2 separate regions of the Mus musculus genome follow, and region 2 is linked to region 1. A link is a contact called in public HiChIP or PLAC-seq data. All regions are on one chromosome and are shown on one strand. Each heading gives the region's core, a stretch centred on a gene start, on an enhancer-like site or on the middle of the called end of the contact. The rest is flanking DNA. Distances are from core to core; before and after follow the strand shown.

The links. HiChIP or PLAC-seq counts read pairs in DNA pulled down with a chosen protein or histone mark.
Region 2: an H3K4me3 HiChIP or PLAC-seq map of forebrain shows a contact between it and region 1, with 6 times the contacts expected there. The contact joins the promoter of Tnfrsf11b here to the promoter of Ext1 in region 1.

What each region holds. Positions count from the first base shown.
Region 1 is chr15:53,344,711-53,348,063 of GRCm38.p6, forward strand. Ext1 (exostosin glycosyltransferase 1) reads right to left here and starts at 1,473. Exons shown (of 11, transcript NM_010162.2): 1 at 1-1,473. The coding sequence starts at 653.
Region 2 is chr15:54,276,909-54,280,261 of GRCm38.p6, forward strand. Tnfrsf11b (tumor necrosis factor receptor superfamily, member 11b (osteoprotegerin)) reads right to left here and starts at 1,576. Exons shown (of 5, transcript NM_008764.3): 1 at 1,307-1,576. The coding sequence starts at 1,339.

The DNA.
Region 1 (3,353 bases), core at 223-2,722:
TTGGCCAGCATCGCCTGGCCGATGTCAAACCCCACGTCCTCAGTGTAGTCAGGCCAAGTGCCAGAATATAAATTAAAAATTAAATGATTCCTACCATTGTTCCACAAGTGGAGACTCTGCACTTTGGATCTCAAATTGTGCACATACTGAGGTGATAACTGGTCTCTGTCTAAAGTATCCAGACTCAAGACAAAGAGGCACGCCTGGCTGGGGTCCGAGGTGTAGAACCTGGAGCCCTCGATGGCCGCTAGAATGTTTTGGTAACTTTCGGCGATTTTCTCCCCTTTCTGCTGCGGGTACACGTAGACTTTGAAGCCGTTTTTCTTGCAAAGGGTGAAATCGAAGCAGGACTCCATGCGGCACTTCTTGCCTTTGTAGATGCTCGAGTTGGCGTCTCGCTTCTGCCGGGGGGAAATGTGCACGCTGGAATCCTCGTTTTCCAATTGATCCCAAGGAAAGAAAGGGCGCAGAGCGTCCGGGAAGCGGGGCCAGAAATGATCCGGACTGGGCTGGTGCAAGCCATTCCGACCACTGTGCTCTTCTCTCCGGCTGTGGCTCCTCGATGCCCTAAACTGCACGCCTCCAAAATAAAACAAAAGGGCGAGACAAGAGCCAGCTGAGAGCAGGATGAAATAGCGTTTTTTGGCCTGCATGTGTCCTGCCTGGGTCAAGAGGATTGTAAATAAACACAAGAATCACCCAAGTTTCCCAATCAACACTTTCAGCTCCAGTCCGCCATCTTCCCGCCTGTAAAGACTTCAAACTCTCCGCTCCCACCTTCTCTGGATGCCTTTCCCCAAGCCGTGGACTGATCCAGCGCATGTGGGCGATTTCTTTAACTTTCTCCCCTTCGGTCTTTCATCTTTGGGCTGCACAATGCACGGGAGAGAGCCGGGCAGAAGATCTCGCACCCAGGGCGGGCGAACAGCGGACTGTAATTTTCTTGCATGCAACAAGACGGAGGAAAAGAAAGAGAGCAGGGAAGAAAAAGCTCCCGATACCCAATCAATGGCAAGACGAAGTGACTGCCTCTCCGCTCGGATTCCTCTCGGCGGCGTGGAGAACGAGCCCGGGGAAAGCAACTTCAACTCATCCACACTCCGGTGCAGAGCACTACGGTTCCAACAAGTCAATCCGCCCCGGCTTCAGCCGGCTAGTGCATCTTGCAGCTGGGGCGCCGTAACCTCACAAATCCCTGCATGTCTCTTTATTCCCTTCTGCAGCGGCTCCCACACTCCGCCGGTGTTTACTCCTGCGCTCACGGGGCCGGCTCCCCGGGCGCGCGGCGGCCCGGCCGGCGGCACGAGGCGGCGCGGGGCGGCGGCGGCGGCGCGTCCTCCCCGCGGGCAGTGCCGGCCCCGAGCGGTGCTTCGCAGGCCCCGCGCTATCACTGCCGACCGCCGCGTTCGGTCGCCGAATGTTACCCGGTTCTGAATGTTACACTTACACATTCCATTCCCGACACGACAGCGCTGACCTCATCCATCCACGCAGCCCGCGCTGCCATTGGCCGGGCGTCACGTCCGGGTGGGGCGGGGCTTCCGCTGCGCCCATTCATAACCCCCGGCGGCCGGCAGAGGCGCCGGCGCGGCGCGGCGCGGCGCGGGCGCGGGGACCCAGGAGCGCACGGGCGGCGGGCGGAGCGCTAGCCGGCCGGGCGTCGCCCACCGCCGGCCTTCTGCACGCCGGGCCGGGAATGCAACCCGGACCAGACGGGCCCCAGAGGCGCGGGAGGAAGTGTGGGGACGTGGCCAGCAGCCCGCTGCTCGGGATGCCCCGGGTCTCCACGAGCCGGGAACGCCTCCCCGCCGGGAGGCTGAGAGGACCGGTTCCTGGAGAAGGATGCCTTGAAAATGGAGAAGCGAGGGGAAGGGGGGTGGGGACTTCATGGAAAGCGAGCGCAGGTCGGGATGTCTCTCCCCCCACACTTGGACCCGCTGAGGACCAATTTTTTGGTGGGTCTTGTTTTTAACGTTTAAGTGGTCTTTCTAATTCCCCTATGTAATCCACCTATTTTTCTGTCTTCCTCGCCGAGACACCCTAATCCTCAACAATAAGGAGGAATTGTCACAGTCCGATGGATCTGTGGCTGAGTGTGAGAAGACACCTCCTAAAGCCATCTGATCTGCGTGCCCTCTCTTCCATTCCCGAATCCCTCCCACCTGTTCTATTCACTGATATTGGGCCGGGAGGGATCTAATGGCTGAAAAGAAAGCCATTTCATTTTGCCCCCATCGGTGTTGTTATTCTTCCTGAGGTGGTATTTTTAAGATGTCACCTGGCCCTAGCTGTAGAAGGGAACCTTTGAAGCAAAAAAAAAAAAAAAAAAAAAAATGTATTTACAATAAATGTGCCACGGTTCCTTCAATTGACCTTCCTTCTGTCGACTCCCCTGCCCCAAGCCCCTGTCATTCTGAGTGAACTTAATTGGATGATTCTGAAAGGAACCTCCAGGACCTCCAAGCTGTGCTAGACTCCCAAGCATTACCTGGCCTCACAGCCTGAATTCTGGCTTAGAACACTTACCCACCCTAGCCTCAGAGCCTGGCCAAGCTGGACAAGCAGTTGCCTAGGGCAGCAAGCTGTTTAGTGATTGTTTATTGTGGGAGTGAGTGAGCTGGGAGCAGACACATCCCTACCTCCCTCGGGCTACTGAAAACCCCAGCCGGTTGTGTACCCATGGTATGGTTATAATAAGGCAGAGTGGAAAGTTTTCAACCTTTGTTGTTTCAGATTTGTTTGAATAAAGAAGGGAAGAGATATTGGGTGGGATATTTTGGTACATTCTGAAACCTCTGCCCATTTTGAACCTGCCAAAGATGAAGTAGGTTTTCATGATTTACTTTGTCCCCACCACAGGATTTAGAGAGGCCTGAAACAAGAGTAAGGGTTCAGTCATTTTCCGAGCAGGATGAAAACGGTTCAGGTAAAGGTAGAGATTAGAGCCACAAGTGACCCCAGGTCTCAGGGGGATTGCAATGAACAGTCTTCAAGACAGAGCTCTTTGTGTTGAGATCTGGCTGTCAAACAACCTGCACCCTGTAGAAGATAGGACTCTTCTTATCCTGCATTGGCAAAGTCTCTTGCTTTTCTTGTCTAACTGTGGTTCCCTCAGCTCACAGCACATCTTTGCATTCAGTTCATTAGTGGTTGATGTTGTAGGAGAAAAATGGTACTGAAAGTGAGGGGAAACACGTTCAGCCCGTGTTTCTGCAATTGAACCTTAGGAATAATGATCTCGGCTTACTCTCAGCTTCTCATTGATGAAGTGATGTTTTAGAGTAATGTTTTTTGTTTTTGTTTTTTTAATCAGCCAGTCTCAGTTTGTAATGTAATCCATTAACACTCCTACC
Region 2 (3,353 bases), core at 326-2,825, 930 kb after region 1:
CTAAAAATTGCACTTCTTAAAAAGTTCTTCTTAGTGGAACTGGAGGGATGGCTCAGCAAGAGCACTGGCTGCTCTTCCAGAGACTCGGGTTTCATTCCCATCACCGACATGGCAGCTCACAACTGTCTGTAACTCCGGTTCTAAGGGACTTGATGCCCTCCTCTGGCCTCAGTTAGCATCAGATGCACAAGCAGTACACAGACATACATGCAAGGGAACCACATATACACCTAAAATAAAGTAAAATTAGAAAATTCTCCATATGTCCATATTAGTGGATATATGTAATATATATGTATATACATGTATACATATCTGCATATGTACACATGAAGTTGGCATATGTATGTATACTCTCCTGTCCACTTTTTCCTAAGTGACTTTGGTATTACATATGATTGTCTGTGTGTCCCTGAAGCTCAGGGAAAGACTACATAGTTTTTAATTCTCACTATGTGAGCAGGAGGATGAAATTGAAACACTGACTCTAGTGCATTCCAGACAGAGAAATCACTCAAAGACAGACTTCTCTGTCTGATTTGTAACTTCATGTGTTTCACAGGCTACTGATGTGAAGGAAACAAATTTGGGGCATGGAAAAAACTTGTCTATAAACCTAAATAACAATTTGCCAAATGCCTGAGCCAATAAAAGAGATTCCTTTATTTTCCAAACAACGTTTCAAAACAGGTTTGAACCATCTTTCTTTATAGTTGAACTGATCTGGTTGTTTAACTATATTCTACAACGTAATAATCATTAGTCTGTTCATATTTTTCACACTACTGAAGTTGAGAACTAGACTAATAGAACTTTAGTAAAACAGCAAATTGCACAGAAAAATAAGAGAATATTTTCTGTATTGCCCACAACCCATATGTAAGTTAGGCTAATGTTGTTTCAGACTATCCTCTCCATCCAAACTTTTCTACAGAAGTTTCAAAAAAGTCTGGCCTCTCTTTCCAACACCTGCAGTAATAAAAAAGTTCGGTGAAGCGAAGGTATGGTGTTCCACATAAGAACATAAGTAAGTAAATAAATAAGGTAAATAAAATGAATAAAAACCAAGCAAAAAAGTCTTTAAAAAGGCCTCTCTCCGTGTCCCTCTCCCATCTGCATAAACTCAGCTGGAACTTTTCATGAAAAAGCCATTCACTCTTCAGGGCAGCCTGCTGCTGTAGCTAGAAAGAGGCTTCGTGTTCCAACCAAACCCCAGCTCCCTCCTGAGGTAGCCGGGCTTGGTCCCCATCAGCAGGAGGGGAGGTCCCGAGCCCAGGTGGTCAGCAGCCTCCTGCCCACGACTTACCACCAGGAGTGCGCAGCACAGCCACTTGTTCATTGTGGTCCTCGGGAAACCTCAGGAGGCAGCCGCTGGGTCAGTGCTAGGTGCGTCTCTGCAGCCCAGGCAATCATGACGTTTTATATAAGGTCGGGGCAACAGGAAGTATGCCCTGCCTTTGATCTATTAGTCTCTGTCTGGACAAACCTTGTTCCTTTTTAGGAACCTTGGGAGCTAGTGGTGGGGCTTTGGGACACTCCGGGGTTAACGCTTTAGGAGCCGGAGTGGGAGGATCCTGCGCGGAGGCGTGGGACAAGGGAAGGGAATGACTGATTTCTGCAGGGGGAGAGAGAGGGGGAAGGAAGAAGAAAAGAAGGAGAAAGCCACCGCTGAGCTGAAGAACAAGGCAGCAGCTGTCCCGCTGCCTCTGGGAGTTCCGAAGCTTTTTCTGCCAGCGGCTAGCCTCAGGGCAGCTGTGACCTGTGGTGAGAGGCTGAGTACACTTGGGGGAGCCGCTGGGCAGCCTCCAGGCTCTGGCTCCTCTACCCGAGGTTTCAACTTCAGCAGCCTATTGCCACATGTCTCAGTCACTGTACCCTTTCTGGGAGAAGGCTGAGGTTTTCGTTTGGCCTATTATCTAAACTCCTTCCCAAAGATTCTGTAGCTCCCCAAATAATCCCTCTCGCGTAGGGATGGCATTGTCCTCAAAAACGACTGAGAGTTTGTAGTCGTTAACATGCAAAGTGTCCTGGGCCCGTTAAAGAATTTATTTGTCCAACTCATATTTACCTGGGTTGTCAGAAGCTAGGGAGAACCAGAAGAATAAATTCTTTGTACCTGGAGTAGGAAAACCTTACAAGCATCGCTTCCCTTCCCAGCATCCTCTTTCATAAAGGGTTGTTGGCTCCTTAGAGTCCTAACCACTAAGCTTCTGGTCAAACGCCTCTTCACCCATTAAGTTGCCTCTTCACTGCCCTCTGCTGTTGGCACGTTTAAAGATTTGCAAAATAAGGTTCTTCTCCCACCCATCAGCCGTCTCACTGGTTAGAAGTCACTGTTTCCAAATTGAATTCCCATTCCAAGATGCCATAGGCAACTCTCAAGTCAGCTGTAGGTGGTCACTCAAACCTGCATATAATGTGATGCTTACAGCGTGATTACTCCTTGCAGAACTGGCTTCTCTATCAGGAGCTGGGTTAGTGAGATGTCTCCTGAGTAGGGCAAATTCTTCTGTCAACAAGAGGAGCTCCACCTCTTCACAGCACGATGGATCTCATGCTATCATGAGTTCAAAGTAGTTCACTCCATCAAGACATTTTGGAGGAAGGAAAAGCTGCATGATTCTATACTAGTCTCCTGTGTTTTAGTTTCTACTGCAACAACAGTGTGATAACAACACTTACCATCCAAATAAACCTAAATGTTAACTTTCAAGCCCTGTGTAAGTGGCAGAGCTATTATTTCTGTTCAGGAATAGTTGTCTGGGATATTAGCTGAAAACATTTTTCTCAAAATGTAACGTGATGTCAGGGTGCAGTAGTGGCAAAACCTAGAATCATTTGGAAAAGCAGCTGCAATGAGAGATTGATTATCTACACAGAATTGGCCTGTGGGTCTGTTTGTAGGGCACTGCCTTAATAAATAGATGTGGGAAGACTCAGCCCATTGTGGGCAGAACCATTCCCTAGGCAAGGTGTCTTGAGCTAGAAGTGCAGAAATAAAGATACAAACAAGCAAGTACACGTGCATGCATTCTTTTCTCTCAGCTCTTGGCTCTGGATGTGATGTGACAAATTTGAAGTCCCTACCCTAACTTTTCCACAATACTGGGTTATAACATGGAGTTATAAATTTAAGCTAACTCCTTTATGCCCCACCCTACCCTCCAAAAGGTATGACATTCTGAGACATAGATTATAAAAATATGTATGTCTTTCTAAGCCTGTTTCTGCTGTAACAACAACCCTGGTGTTGTAGAAGGAGACAGCAAGTAAAAACATTTAAAATCATATTAAATATATGTCCACATTTTCTTAGTTGTAAGAGTAAAATAACAAATGCACGCAATGTAAAT